Regions from separate parts of the Sus scrofa genome. Here all the other regions are linked to region 1. The links are chromatin contacts, called in public HiChIP or PLAC-seq and promoter capture Hi-C maps. All regions are on one chromosome and are shown on one strand. The core of a region is the stretch at or near the end of the contact, and the rest is flanking DNA. Distances in the headings are between cores, read along the strand shown. Region 1 holds the start of RHOD (rho-related GTP-binding protein RhoD). Region 2 holds the start of POLD4 (DNA polymerase delta subunit 4). Region 3 holds the start of LOC110259234. Region 4 holds the start of GRK2 (G protein-coupled receptor kinase 2).

The links. Promoter capture Hi-C pulls out the DNA fragments that hold promoters and counts their contacts. HiChIP or PLAC-seq counts read pairs in DNA pulled down with a chosen protein or histone mark.
Region 2: a contact with region 1 is called in an H3K27ac HiChIP or PLAC-seq map of alveolar macrophages. The contact joins the promoter of POLD4 here to the promoter of RHOD in region 1. A contact is called at or near these places in 1 of 5 promoter capture datasets (liver) and 1 of 2 datasets of contacts at active chromatin or transcription factors (alveolar macrophages).
Region 3: a contact with region 1 is called in a promoter capture Hi-C map of fetal liver, with 2.4 times the contacts expected there. The contact joins the promoter of LOC110259234 here to the promoter of RHOD in region 1. A contact is called at or near these places in 1 of 5 promoter capture datasets (fetal liver), 4 of 47 Hi-C or Micro-C datasets (blood, heart right ventricle, liver and 1 more) and 1 of 2 datasets of contacts at active chromatin or transcription factors (alveolar macrophages).
Region 4: a contact with region 1 is called in an H3K27ac HiChIP or PLAC-seq map of alveolar macrophages, with 7 times the contacts expected there. The contact joins the promoter of GRK2 here to the promoter of RHOD in region 1. A contact is called at or near these places in 4 of 5 promoter capture datasets (fetal liver, fetal skeletal muscle and liver), 1 of 47 Hi-C or Micro-C datasets (embryonic fibroblasts) and 2 of 2 datasets of contacts at active chromatin or transcription factors (alveolar macrophages and skeletal muscle).

What each region holds. Positions count from the first base shown.
Region 1 is chr2:5,402,774-5,405,750 of Sscrofa11.1, forward strand. RHOD (rho-related GTP-binding protein RhoD) reads right to left here and starts at 1,441. Exons shown (of 5, transcript XM_003353748.5): 1 at 1,257-1,441. The coding sequence starts at 1,367.
Region 2 is chr2:5,159,332-5,162,308 of Sscrofa11.1, forward strand. POLD4 (DNA polymerase delta subunit 4) reads left to right here and starts at 1,575. Exons shown (of 4, transcript XM_005660637.3): 1 at 1,575-1,915; 2 at 2,137-2,232; 3 at 2,445-2,556; 4 at 2,904-2,977. The coding sequence starts at 1,603. The coding sequence ends at 2,928. The region is part of intron 2 of LOC110259234; the gene reads right to left.
Region 3 is chr2:5,180,142-5,183,118 of Sscrofa11.1, forward strand. LOC110259234 reads right to left here and starts at 1,494. Exons shown (of 3, transcript XM_021082762.1): 1 at 921-1,494. The coding sequence starts at 1,444.
Region 4 is chr2:5,226,032-5,229,008 of Sscrofa11.1, forward strand. It overlaps GRK2 (G protein-coupled receptor kinase 2), which reads right to left and starts at 1,384. Exons shown (of 21, transcript NM_001244878.1): 1 at 1,301-1,384. The coding sequence starts at 1,371.

The DNA.
Region 1 (2,977 bases), core at 191-2,690:
CCCAGCCTCTCTGTGGCGCTCCCCACACTAAGCCGTAATTGCTGGTTCTCACAGGGACCATCTGGGGGCCTGGAAACACAGCCCTCCCCCAACTAAAAAAAAAAAATCTGTGACCGGCCAAAGGACGTGACGTCAGCTCCCAAAACCACAAAGCAAGAGTCGGCTTGATGCTGCCACAGTGGAAAGAAAGGCTGACACCGTTACCAGGCCTGGCCTCTCCTGCCTCCTCCATCCAATTCCCCAGCGCTGCACCACCCCAGGGGTTCGAAGGATGCTGAGCCAGGATGGGGGCAGCGGGGGGGAAGAGGTCATACGGGAAGCAGATCCAGGGACTCCCAGGAGAACTGGGCTGAGGGGGTGGGGGCAGGCAGTGTGGGTGGTGGGTGGTCCAGCCCCTGTCCTGGTGCCGGCCAGTCTGCCTGGAGAGCCAATGAACATGCTGGAGAAGGGCTGACAGTCCACAGCCCAGGACAATCCAGAGCCCAGGCATCAAGGATGTGCCAGGTACCCAGGGGCTCTCTCAGCCTTACCTTCATTCCACCTCACCCCCACCCTCTGGTCGCTCCTCCCCCCGAGGTCGAGTGAGGAAAGGGAGGCTCCAGAGGCTGAGCGAGGTACCGAGGCCCCCGGGGTTTGTTAGAGAGGCTGAGGTGCCAACCCAGCTGCCTGGCGAGCCCATGTGCTCTTCCCCTCCAAGGCTGAGCCCAAGGGACACCCACGGCCGGGGCAGGAGTTGGGAGAAGTGATGTTTCTCCAGAAAAACTTGTGCTGCCTCTCAGTGAGTCCTTTCTGTTGCAGCTCAGAGCTGGCCTCTGACCTATAAGAACCCATTCCGCACAGCGACCCTGGGAGGTGGGCGCCATCATTACTCCTGTGGCACGGTTTAAGGAAACAGGCACAGAGAGGGTAAGGGGCGGGCCGCAGGTCACACAGCTTTAAGTGGCAGAGTCATGATCTGAAGCCAGGCGGCCTGGCTCCAGAGCCGGCCGTCCCTCTTAGCCGTGCTGGGCCACCAAGGGCTCCCTGAGTCCCCAGGTGGCCTAGGTCCGTCCCTGGGACACCCCCCCTGGCAGTGCCGTTCTTGGCACTTGACAGACGATCTCACGGAGGCCTTCACTCCCGATGGCAGAGCAAGAATGGCCTTGGAGCCCACGCTCCGCTGGGAGGCAGGACCCGAGCCCGTCGGGGGGTGGGGTGGGGGGGAAGGATGCGCCCAGGCCGCGCGCCCCGCTGCGCCCCGAGGGGCTGCCGCTCACCTCGGGGAAGGCGCCTTCGGCGAAGACCATCAGCAGCGACGTCTTCCCGCAGCCGCCGTCGCCCACCAGGACCACCTTGACCTCCTCGCGCTCGGCCCGGGCCGCCTTCATCGCGGGGCAGCGGAGGGCCGGCGCCGAGAGCGGCGAGCTGGGGCCGGCGGGGCAGGAATGTGGAAGGGGCGGGGCGGCGGGAGGAAGTGCGGGCGGCGGCGGGCGGCCCAGGTGAGAGGCCCGGCCCCTCGGGTCCCAGGCCCCGGGCAGCCCCAGAGCCCCAGAGCCCCTACCGCCCCTGCTGTGTGCCAGCGCGGAGGCCACGGCGGGGGACCCGGCGCACGCCCATCTGATGGGAGGAAAGTAGCCGGGCAGCGATGCTGTGGAAGGGGAAGAGGGGGCTCTGGGCCCACTTCCCGGGGAGCAGGGAAGCGCGGATCAGCCCTGCTGGTCTACTAGCTCCGCAGGCCGCGCTGGGGCCCTACGGCCCAGTCTAGGTGGAGCAGCCAGCGGAGCTAGTGATTTTTGATTGACTGACTGAATGAATGAAGGTGCATCTGCTCCGCAGCTCTGGAGACAGAGCACAGCACAGTCCCCGTGGTGTTCCAGGGCATGCGGGGAGGGCACACCAGTATGGGTTAGTCACTGGCACTGCCACCCGCCCCCAGCCACACCAGGAAGTCTCACTACAGGTGGGTCTCACCTCTGCCGGGGCATGATCTGGGGAAAGCCATGGAACCTTCCATGTGTGCAGGGCTTAGAGCAGGTCTGGCTCACAGCTGGCGATGCCATGTGTGAGTGATTCTTAGGACTTAACCAACACTGGTGGCTCTGTGCCCAGGACCTGGGGACCCTGAACCATTGAAGTCCAAGTCTCCCACCGGGGTCTCTCCCACGGCCTAGAATGGGAGACAGGCTGGATGCCCGTGTGGTAAGGGCCCCGGTGGTGGTGGTGGGGACAGGCAGCAGACGGGAGTCGGGAAGCCGGGCTCCTCGCCAGGGCTGAAGGTGGTCAGGAAACCCTTCTGAGAAGAGGGCCCAGAGTCTTGAGGAAAATGTGAGACGTGGTGAGATGGGGGAAGGGAAGAGGGTTCCAAATGGAGGGAGAAACATGTGCAAGGTATGGGGCCATGAGGGGGCTGTGCAGAGGGGCAGGGCGCAGATCTTTCCTGCCATGATGGCTGAGGTTGGGTTAGGGTGAGGCTGAGGGTTAAACAGGGCCTTGATGGTGGAACCATCTAGATGCCAGGAATAAATGCAGAACTGCCCTGGGGACTTACTACCACCTGACCTCCTACCCCTGTTAGCAGCCTGGATTGAAATATCTATTTTAGGAGTTCCCGTCGTGGAGCAGCAGAAATGATCCAACTAGGAACCATGAGGTTGCGGGTTGGATCCCCGGCCTCGATCAGTGGGTTAAGGATCCGGCATTGCCATGACCTGAGGTGTAGGTTGCAGATGCAGCTTGGATCTGGCGTTGCTGTGGCTGTGGTGTAGGCTCCGATTCGACCCCTAGCCTGGGACCCTCCATGTGCTGTGGGCGCGGCCCTGAAAAGCGAAAAAATAAAGTATTTTGAAACAGGCCCAAGGGCCTCCCCAGATCCCGGAGTGTTTTCACTGAAGCTCAAAGAAACAGAGGGCAAAGGTCTTTGGGGTTCACCCCCTCCCCCCATGAGCCATGGCATCGTTCCTCACAGCGTTCAAACCACAAAGGTGAAAAACCATCCTCG
Region 2 (2,977 bases), core at 325-2,824, 240 kb before region 1:
GGACACGCCCACTGCAGAGGGGTGGTCAGTCCCACAGATCCTGGGCACCATCCCTCCGCGGGGTACTCCTACACCCAAGCCCTTCCTACCCCTGGTGGAGGGGCCTCTCTGGTCCCCTCCCCGACACAGCAGGGCCCCCATCTCCCTCAGCGTGGGCCCCACTTGGTCCAAGAGGCAGATGAGAGGATTAGACCGAGCCCAGCCCGAACAATAAAGCAGGGAAGGGCCCTCCTGCTCTCACTCCTCCACTCGTCCCTCCTTGAGGAAGGGACGGGGAGAGCCGGGGGAGGAGGCCCTGAAGAAGCGGCCTGTTCTTGCTCCTCCCTCTCCTGCGCAGGCAGAGCCCCAGACCCCAGAGCAGTGGGAGACAGTGAAGGCAGAAGCCTCTGGGCAGCCCCTGCACCCCTGCAAGGAAGAGTGGATGGGCTCTTGAGAGGGCAGGTCGAGCTGGCCCGGTCCCTGCTCTGATTCCCAGGCTCCCACTGGCCAGCACTTTTGCCTGCTGCCAGGAAGTTGGCGAGGAGGAGGCGGGTTTAGGGGTGAGTCAGCGAGGAGAGGAACCCAAGGGACAAAGGTCATGGATGGAGAATTGAGAGATACTGTTCACAGCAGCCCACCTCCTCCAGGAGGTCTTCCAGGGCTAAGCCGACTTGTGGGCCAACTTATTTCTGACCCACCCTTCCCCCTTCACCTGTGTGTTAGGACTTTTATCTTTGCACTGTGATCTGTAAGTCCATCTGCTTGCCCTTTAGCCTGTGAGCTCCTGGGGTTTCACTGGGGCCCCATAATGCCTGTGGCTATCAGCACTTCCTACTTTCAAGAACCATTCCTGTTTGTTTTTGTTGCGTGACTAAGTGGGAAAGTGCCTAGAACAGCACCCGGCACACTGTAAGAGCCACATAAGTGTCAGGTTCACTGCTGGTATTTTCTGCTCCTACTCTCACACTGGGAAAGAGTTTACTGATGAAGGACTGGGAATCCAAACACATCTGGCCTCCTGAGCAGTGTGGAATCTTGCTGACAAGGAGGGTGGGCAGAGGCAGGCTGTGGGACCCCAGGAGAGAGAGCACTTGCCTAGACCAAGTGTGGGCAGTGTCCTTGGGTGCCAACCGTGAGAAAGGAGATTTCAGAACCCCCGGGCTTCTCCAGCCAGGTCTCCAGGGGCCGGTTGGGGGAGGGGTGGGAGCAGGGAAGGGGTCTGGATTAGCCCAGACTCTCTCCGGACCTCCAGACCTGCCCCCACAACGCACTGCGGGCCAAGGGGCGGGAGTGGAAGTCTGGGGAGTTACAAACCGGCCACGGGGATTAGCGAGGCTGAAAGAACATTTGCCTAGGAAGGGAAAACGGGAAGTGAGAGGCTGAGGATAACGCTCGGTTAGTCCCCCGAGACCCACTGCAGACCAGTGGGGGGGTGGGGCAGGGGGAGGTGGTGCTGTCTGGGGCGTCGTGACAGGTCCCCCACCCCGGCCTCACCCCTGCTCCCCCCAGAACACAGCTGCATCAGGTGCCCCGCCCCCTCTGCCCGCGCCACCCGCCATTGGCTGGAGCCAGGCCCCGCCCCGCCGAGGCGGCCTGCCATTGGCTGAGGTCCTTGCTGTTTGCATGCTTGTGGGGGTGGGGGAGAGGCGTCATTCCTGGAACCCTCGGACTTCCTTTCTGCCGGTCTGGGTCATCTGTCTGCCCACCCGTCGCTGGCCCCAGGCTCGCTCTCTGGCCCCAGCCCTCTCTCCCTCTCTCAGCAGCTGTCTCTTTCGTGCCCGCTGGCCTGTCTCTTCTTCCCCGCAGTCGCCTCCTTCTCCGCCTGCCTGGGTGGCCGCCATGGGCCGGAAGCGGCTCATCACTGACTCCTACCCAGTAGTGAAGAGGAGGGAGGGCCCCGCTGGGCACAGCAAGGGGGAGCTGGCACTGAAGCTAGGTCTCTGAGGTGTGGGGGGGGTGGGAGGATGGGTGCGAGGGACCTGAGAGGACGTGGGCAATGGCCGGGGAAGTGAAGTGTGTCCTCTGTGTCCTACATCAGGCCTGGCAGCGGACAGCAGAGGCAGAGGGGTGGTGAGGGCTGGGGAACAGTGGGTCAGCTGTGAGGTGAGGGGCAGGGGACAAGCCTGGGCAGGCCTGAGGAGTGGCATGTCATTGCAGAGGAAGAGCCCGAGCCCCCGCCCCCGAGCGTGGATGAAGCGGAGCTGGAGCTGCTGAGGCAGTTTGACCTGGCCTGGCAGTATGGGCCCTGCACAGGTGAGAGTCCCTCAAGCCCGGAGAGCACATTCTGGAGCCAGTCCAGCCACCCACACGTGTCTCAAGCAGCCCCAGCCCCTGCCTGACCCTCTGGGCACTGTCTCCAGAGACTGGGGGTGTGGAGGTCCCGACACACCCCTCCACACACATCCTCTAGCAGGGACTCTTTTCTGCTCCCCACGAGCCCCCACTGTCTTCTCTACACCCGGCAGGGATCACACGGCTGCAGCGCTGGCATCGGGCAGAGCAGATGGGCCTGGCGCCACCGCCAGAAGTGCGCCAGGTGCTGCAGACTCACCCCGGGGATCCCCGCTTCCAGTGCAGGTCAGAGACAGGCTTGGGAGGGCTTTCAGGGGAGCCAGGGACTTCTCCAGACGCCACCAGCCTGCACCCCTCTCCCATGATGGGAGCTATTCTGACCTGAGGGAGAAATAGGGGAAACCTTGGAGGTCCTTGCTGGGCAGGAGAGAAGGTTCTACAAGTTGCATGGCTCAGGAAGCAGAAGCTCGCTTTAATAATTCTTATCTCTGAGCTAATGGTGGAGGAGGGGTTCTCCTAGGGCCCAAGGGACTCTTTAGTGCTGAGGGGTTGGCCAAGGACCGGGCTGGTGAGATGAGATCAAGAGACTTAAGTGATTCTGGTTTCTCCCTCCACCCACATCCCCGGCACAGCCTCTGGCACTTCTACCCCCTTTGAAGCATCACCTAAGACCTCTGCCTGCTACTTGAGAACCTAAGGACGTAAG
Region 3 (2,977 bases), core at 244-2,743, 220 kb before region 1:
CTGGCGTCGGCCGGCAGCTCCCATTAGACTCCTAGCCTGGGAACCTCCCTATACCGCAGATGTGGCCCTAAAAAGACAAAAACAAACAAAGAAAAAAACTTACCCCCATTCAACCTTCAAAAAACCTGAGGCAGTTCTATCACTACCCCCATTTTGCCAAGAAGGACACTGAGGCTCAAGAGAAGCAGTAACTTTACCCAAAGTCACCTACTCAAGTGTCTCTGACTACAGATCCTGAGCTGAGATTCTTTTTTTTTTTTTTTTTTTTTTTTTTTTTTTTTTTTTTTTTGTCTTTTTGTCTTTTTTTGTTGTTGTTGTTGCTATTTCTTGGGCCGCTCCTGCGGCATATGGAGGTTCCCAGGCTAGGGGTCGAATCGGAGCTGTAGCCACCGGCCTACGCCAGAGCCACAGCCAGAGCCACAGCAACGCGGGATCCGAGCCGCGTCTGCGACCTACACCACAGCTCACGGCAATGCCAGATCGTTAACCCACTGAGCAAGGGCAGGGACCGAACCCGCAACCTCATGGTTCCTAGTCGGATTCGTTAACCACTGCGCCACGATGGGAACTCCCCTGAGCTGAGATTCTTGCTCCAATCATCCAGGTCCCTTTTTTTCTTCTCGCACTTGGTGTGCACTGAGGGCAAGGACACCATATCCGCCAGGAGAGATCTTAGGGATCATTTGTTTCAACCTCCTCACTTTCAAAGAGGGGAACTTGGGCTTGCCCCTCAGGTCACACAGAGCCAGGGGCGGCTCTGCCACGGAAACAAGGTTCCGATCCAAACTCCATTTTACACAAGGGGGAGGGAACGCCCAGAGGGCTGAGCCCCGGGTCTCGGATCCACCAGGGGCAGAAATGGGGCCAACCCCGGGCGCGCTCGTTATCCGGCCCGGCGCTCCCTGCAATCATCAACTCACCGGCCTGCGCCCCGGGAGTGCCTGTCGGCGGCGCGCCCGCCCTCGGCCGGGGGTGGCAAGCGCTGGCGTGGAACGAGCGGGGCCGCGCAGGCCAGAGCCGGACGTGGCCTCGCCAACCCGGGCCTCCCCGGCCCCTTCGCCTCCGAACGCCGAGGCCCCAGGAGCGCGCGGACGCCCGGCACCGAGCATTTAGAAGCACTGGGTCTCCTCTCCCCAGGCTGCCGCTCTGCCCGCTCAGCAGTCGGCTGACCCGGACCTGACGCCAGGGCACCTGAGGGTGAGCAACAGCTTGACGCTCCACAGGGTCCAACCACCGGGACCCGGGAGCGGGACGTTCCCATGGTAACGAAAAAAAGAGGCTCTTCGCGCCTGCGCGGACGCGCTAGGCAGGCTGGGAAGTGTGGTTTCCGGGCTGTGGCCCGGCGGCAGACGAACAGGCGCGAGGTGGCGCCGCAGCGCCGCGGTCCGGGCAGAGGCGCCGGGTTCCCTGGCCCTGCTGGGCCCTTTCCGGGCTCTACCCGCATAGGAGAGGCCGCGGAGGCCCGCCCGAAACGTAGTTCCTTCTGCGGCCCCGGCTCTGAGGCGTCGGGGGGCGGGGTAAAGAAGGGGGAGGGAGGTCACGGCCTCTTCGGCTCGTTCACTTTTGCGGTTTGAAAACCTTCTAACGAGGGGACCCCCCCAGCCCGGGCCGAGCCGGGCCCGACGGAGGGACAACGATGCGGAGGTGGGAGCTGGCCCGGGAGGGACGGGCTGCCCGAGAGATGCCCGCTCCGGTCGCGCAGGTGTCCCAGCCGGGGCGGGGCGGCCGCTCCAGCTCCTGAGAGGCTCCTGCATCCCGTGGGAGTTGAATCGGCACCCCGTGAGCAGGGGTCGTCCTGACCCTCCCTCCGGCTTCCGCACCCAGAGGGTTGATTGTCCGGGAACCACCTTCTCCACTCCCGAGTTAGGGCTCGGGACTGAGCTCTAGAAACCGAGCATCATTCCGCTTCTATCGGAAATCCAGTTCTCTGGGCTTCGGCCTCCTAATTTCCCAAACAGTGGTAGTTGTAATGGCTCCCCTTTCTCCCCTGAGAGTGTTGTAATGTTCCTATGAGATGATGGGCAGACTGGACAGTCCTTTTTTTTTTCCTTTTTTGGCTGCCCCGCAGCGTATGGAGTTCCTAGGCCATGGATCAGATCCGGAGCCACAGTTGAGACCTAAGCCACGGCTGTGACCTAAGCCACAGTTATGGAAAATGGGCTCCTTTTTTTTTTTTTTTTTTCCCCCCCTGCTTTTTAGGGTGGCACCTGTGGCACATGGAGGTACCTAGGTCTGGGGTTGAATGGGAGCTGCGGCTGCTGACCTATACCACAGCCACAGCAACTGGGGATCTGAGCGGCCTCTGTGAGCTATGCCACAGCTCACTGGCAACGCCGGATCCTTTAACCCACTGAAGGAGGCCAGGGATTGAACCTGAATCCCCACGGGTACTAGTCGGGTTCATTACCGCTGAGCCACGACGGGAACTTTGCAACATGGGATCCTTAACGCATTGTGCCAAGCCAGGGATCGAACCTGCATCCCAGCGTTCCCAAGACACCACTGATCCTGTTGCACCACAGCAGGAACTCCTGGGCAGTCCTTTAAGAATATAAAGAAGCATTCCCATTCGCTGTAAATTAGTGCAACTTCTTGGAAGGAAATTGGGCAGTGACTTTCTGTATTAAAAATGTACTATAGCCTTGGAGTTCCCTCATGGCTCAGCAAGTTAAGGATCCAGCATTGTCTCTGCTGTGGGTCTGGTTATGGTTGTGGCCTGGGAACTTCTGCATGCCCAGGCACAGCTGGAAAAAAAAAAAAAAAGCACGTAGCCTTTGCTACATTTCTAGCCCACATTTCTAGCATTAGTGGCCTGTGTGCACAGGAAAATATATACAAGGGTATGTGAGCATTACTTGAAATGTTAAAATGGGAAGAAAAAATAAAACCGTAAACAACATAAATGTTCATCCACTCTTATTTAAGATGACCTCTTAAATAATAATTCCATAAAATAAAATGTATGTGGTGATTTGAA
Region 4 (2,977 bases), core at 134-2,633, 180 kb before region 1:
TCAGTCAATTCGAAAGCCAGCAAACAGGGCCCAGTGGAGGGGACCGGAGATGCTGGCCCCGCAGCTTTGGGCCCTGCTTCAGACACTCAGGATGCCACGGTCACAGTCCTTATTTCGCACCCACCGCGTTTCACAGATGAGAACACTGAGGCCCTGAAATGGGAAGGGACTTGCCCAAAGTCACATGATAAGACCATGACAGCTCAGAGGGGCCCAGGCTCCTGGGCCGGCTGGGCCGGCTGGGCCTCAGCATGGCAACTCCCAGGCAGAGATAGAGGAGTTGCTGGGACTGGTGGTAGGCCCGTGGCTCTTGCAGTTGCAGAATAACAGGTCCCCGCTCAGGCCAGAAGGGTGGCCACATTGTGGAACCAGCAGCCGGAAGCCCTGATCTGGCAGCCAGGCACCACCCTGGACTACCTGTGACACTGAGCAGGCTACTCCCATCTGGGCCTTCGGCTTCCCCACCTGTTCCACACTGGTTCTACCCACCCATGGGCTGCTTGACGCTCAAACAATGGGAAAATACTCTAGAAGCCATAAAACACTGGACAGCCTGAGCTACTGCCTGTATCCTGTCTGTTCCTGTCCCTAAATCCTGAACAGTTTAAACTTTGATATCAGGTGCAATGTCATCAGTTGTCTCACAGAGAGGTGGCAGCCGTGGTCCAGCTGCTGCAGGGGTGCCGGGACGTCCCCTGGCAAATGGCACCCACAGGGCACCGCAAGCAGGGCCTGCCGGAGGACGAATTCGCGGGGAGAGGGACAGATGGTGTCTTAATGGGATGGGGCGCACACCGTACCCTGCTCCCCACCACCGCCCCAGCCCCTAAAGCCGAATTCAAACCCCACCCCAAGCCAACGACCCACCCGAAGAATGGGGAAGACCCAGTATCCCCCAAACCTCAGGCAAGTGTCCACCCGAGGGGGCCAGGGTGGGGGCAGTGGCACCCGGGGGGCGGGTGCTGGGAGCAGGGGCAGCGGAACGAAGGGAGGAAGAGTCCGGCCAGGCAGATGGGGCAGGCAGGGGAGGGGACCCAGGGCTACCCGAGGAGAATGAAGGGGAGCAGGGAGCCCCTGGGGCCGACAGAGACCGGGGCCAGGCAGAGTGTGTGACGGGAGAGGGAGGCACAGTGGGGCAGGGGGCACCGGGCGGGTCGGGGAGCCAGGGGAGCTGGCAAGCCCGGCGCTGGGGCGCGCCGGGTTCAGGTGCACAGGCCCGGGGCGCCGGGGGCAGAAGGGGTCCCGGGGCCAGTGCCCGGGGGTCTGGGGCCGCGGGGCGCGGGGCCGGCGCCCGCCTCACCTGGGCTCGGGCAGCAGGATCTTCTTGCTGGCGCGCGCGGCCGGCGTGGCCTTGCTCTTCTCCATGGCCATCAGGTAGCTCACGTCGGCCAGCACCGCCTCCAGGTCCGCCATCTTGGCGGCGGCGGCGGCCTCTCCCGCCGCTCGGCTCCGCTCCGCTCCGCTCGGCGCGCTCGGCCCGGCCCGGCCGCTCCGTCGGCCTCGGGCGCCGCCGCCCGCCTGGCCCCGCTGGGCGCCCGCGGCTCCGCTCGCCGCGGCTCACAGGCGGCGCCGCCCCATGGCGCCGGCTCGGGCCCGGCCCCGGCTCGCTCCGCTCCCGCCGGGACTGCAGTCGGGCCGCCGCCGCCGCCGCCGCCGCCACCGCCACCGCCGCCGCCGCCGCCGCCGCCACCCGCGCCCCGGAGCCGCCGCCGCCTCCGGCCCCGCCTGCCGCGCACAGCGCCAGCGAGCCCGCGAGGGGCCGGGCGGCCGGGCGGCGGCGCCCCCTGGAGGCCGCGCGGGTGGCCTGAGACTGACCCCCGGGGCCACCCGGACCCCGTCTCAGCTCCGCCCCGTGGCCTCGGATCTCGGACCCCAACCTTCAGCCGAGACCCTGACCCCGGACGTGGAACACGGCAGGGACCTGGCCCGAAGAAGCCCCCAGACCCAGACCTGGACCGCAGCTCGGATCCCAGACTCCACAAGAGGCCATGGCCGGGACCGCAGACTGGCGTTTCAGAACGTAATCCCAGGGACTTGGGTCTCAGAGCCTGGCTGTAACCCCTGACCCCTGACCTTGGACACAGTCGGAAATCGCACCGCAGACCCGGATAACATTCCTGACCCCAGACTCCGAACAGGACCTCAGACCTAGACCTTGGACCACCACCTCAGACTCTGACCATGGCCTGGGATCAACACTCTGAGCCCACCCCCCCGCCCTTCACATCCAGACCCTACCACTGACCCCAGACCCAGATTGTGGACCATGACCTCAAACACTTGATGCCACCCACGGACCACGACCTCCATCCCACCTTGGTTGCTGACCCCAACCTTGATCCCACCCTCAGACTCAGACCGCTATCATGACCCTAAACCCTGGACTTGAGAGCAGGGCCCAGACCCAGATGTGGGCCATTCACTGCAGACCAGGGTTCTAGACCCAACATCAAAAACTCTGAACATGGTGAGTTCCCGTCGTGGCGCAGTGGTTAACGAATCCGACTAGGAACCATGAGGTTTCGGGTTCGGTCCCTGGCCTTGCTCAGTGGGTTAATTATCCGGCGTTGCCATGAGCTGTGGCATAGGGTGGTGGCTACGGCTCTGATTAGACCCCTAGCCTGGGAACCTCCATGTGCTGCAGGAGCGGCCCAAGAAATGGCGAAAAGACAAAAAAACCCCAAAAAACTCTGAACATGGACCCAGGACCAGGACATCCAACTGGGACTGAGACTGGACCTAGAACATTGAACAGGTTGCCATGGACCTGGGAGCTGAAAAATGCAGTCAGACTCCAGACCTCCATGAGTCCCAATCCTCACTCCTCCTGCTCCAGACCCAATCCTGGCCCCAGGACTCCCACTCAGGACCAAGGACCCTGCATCGCCCCCCTTGCCCCACTACCCCCAGGACCTGGGAGGGCATGGGGGGTCACAGTGCTGCCTGGCCAGGGGCACTTACTCTGCTGAGAGCCCAT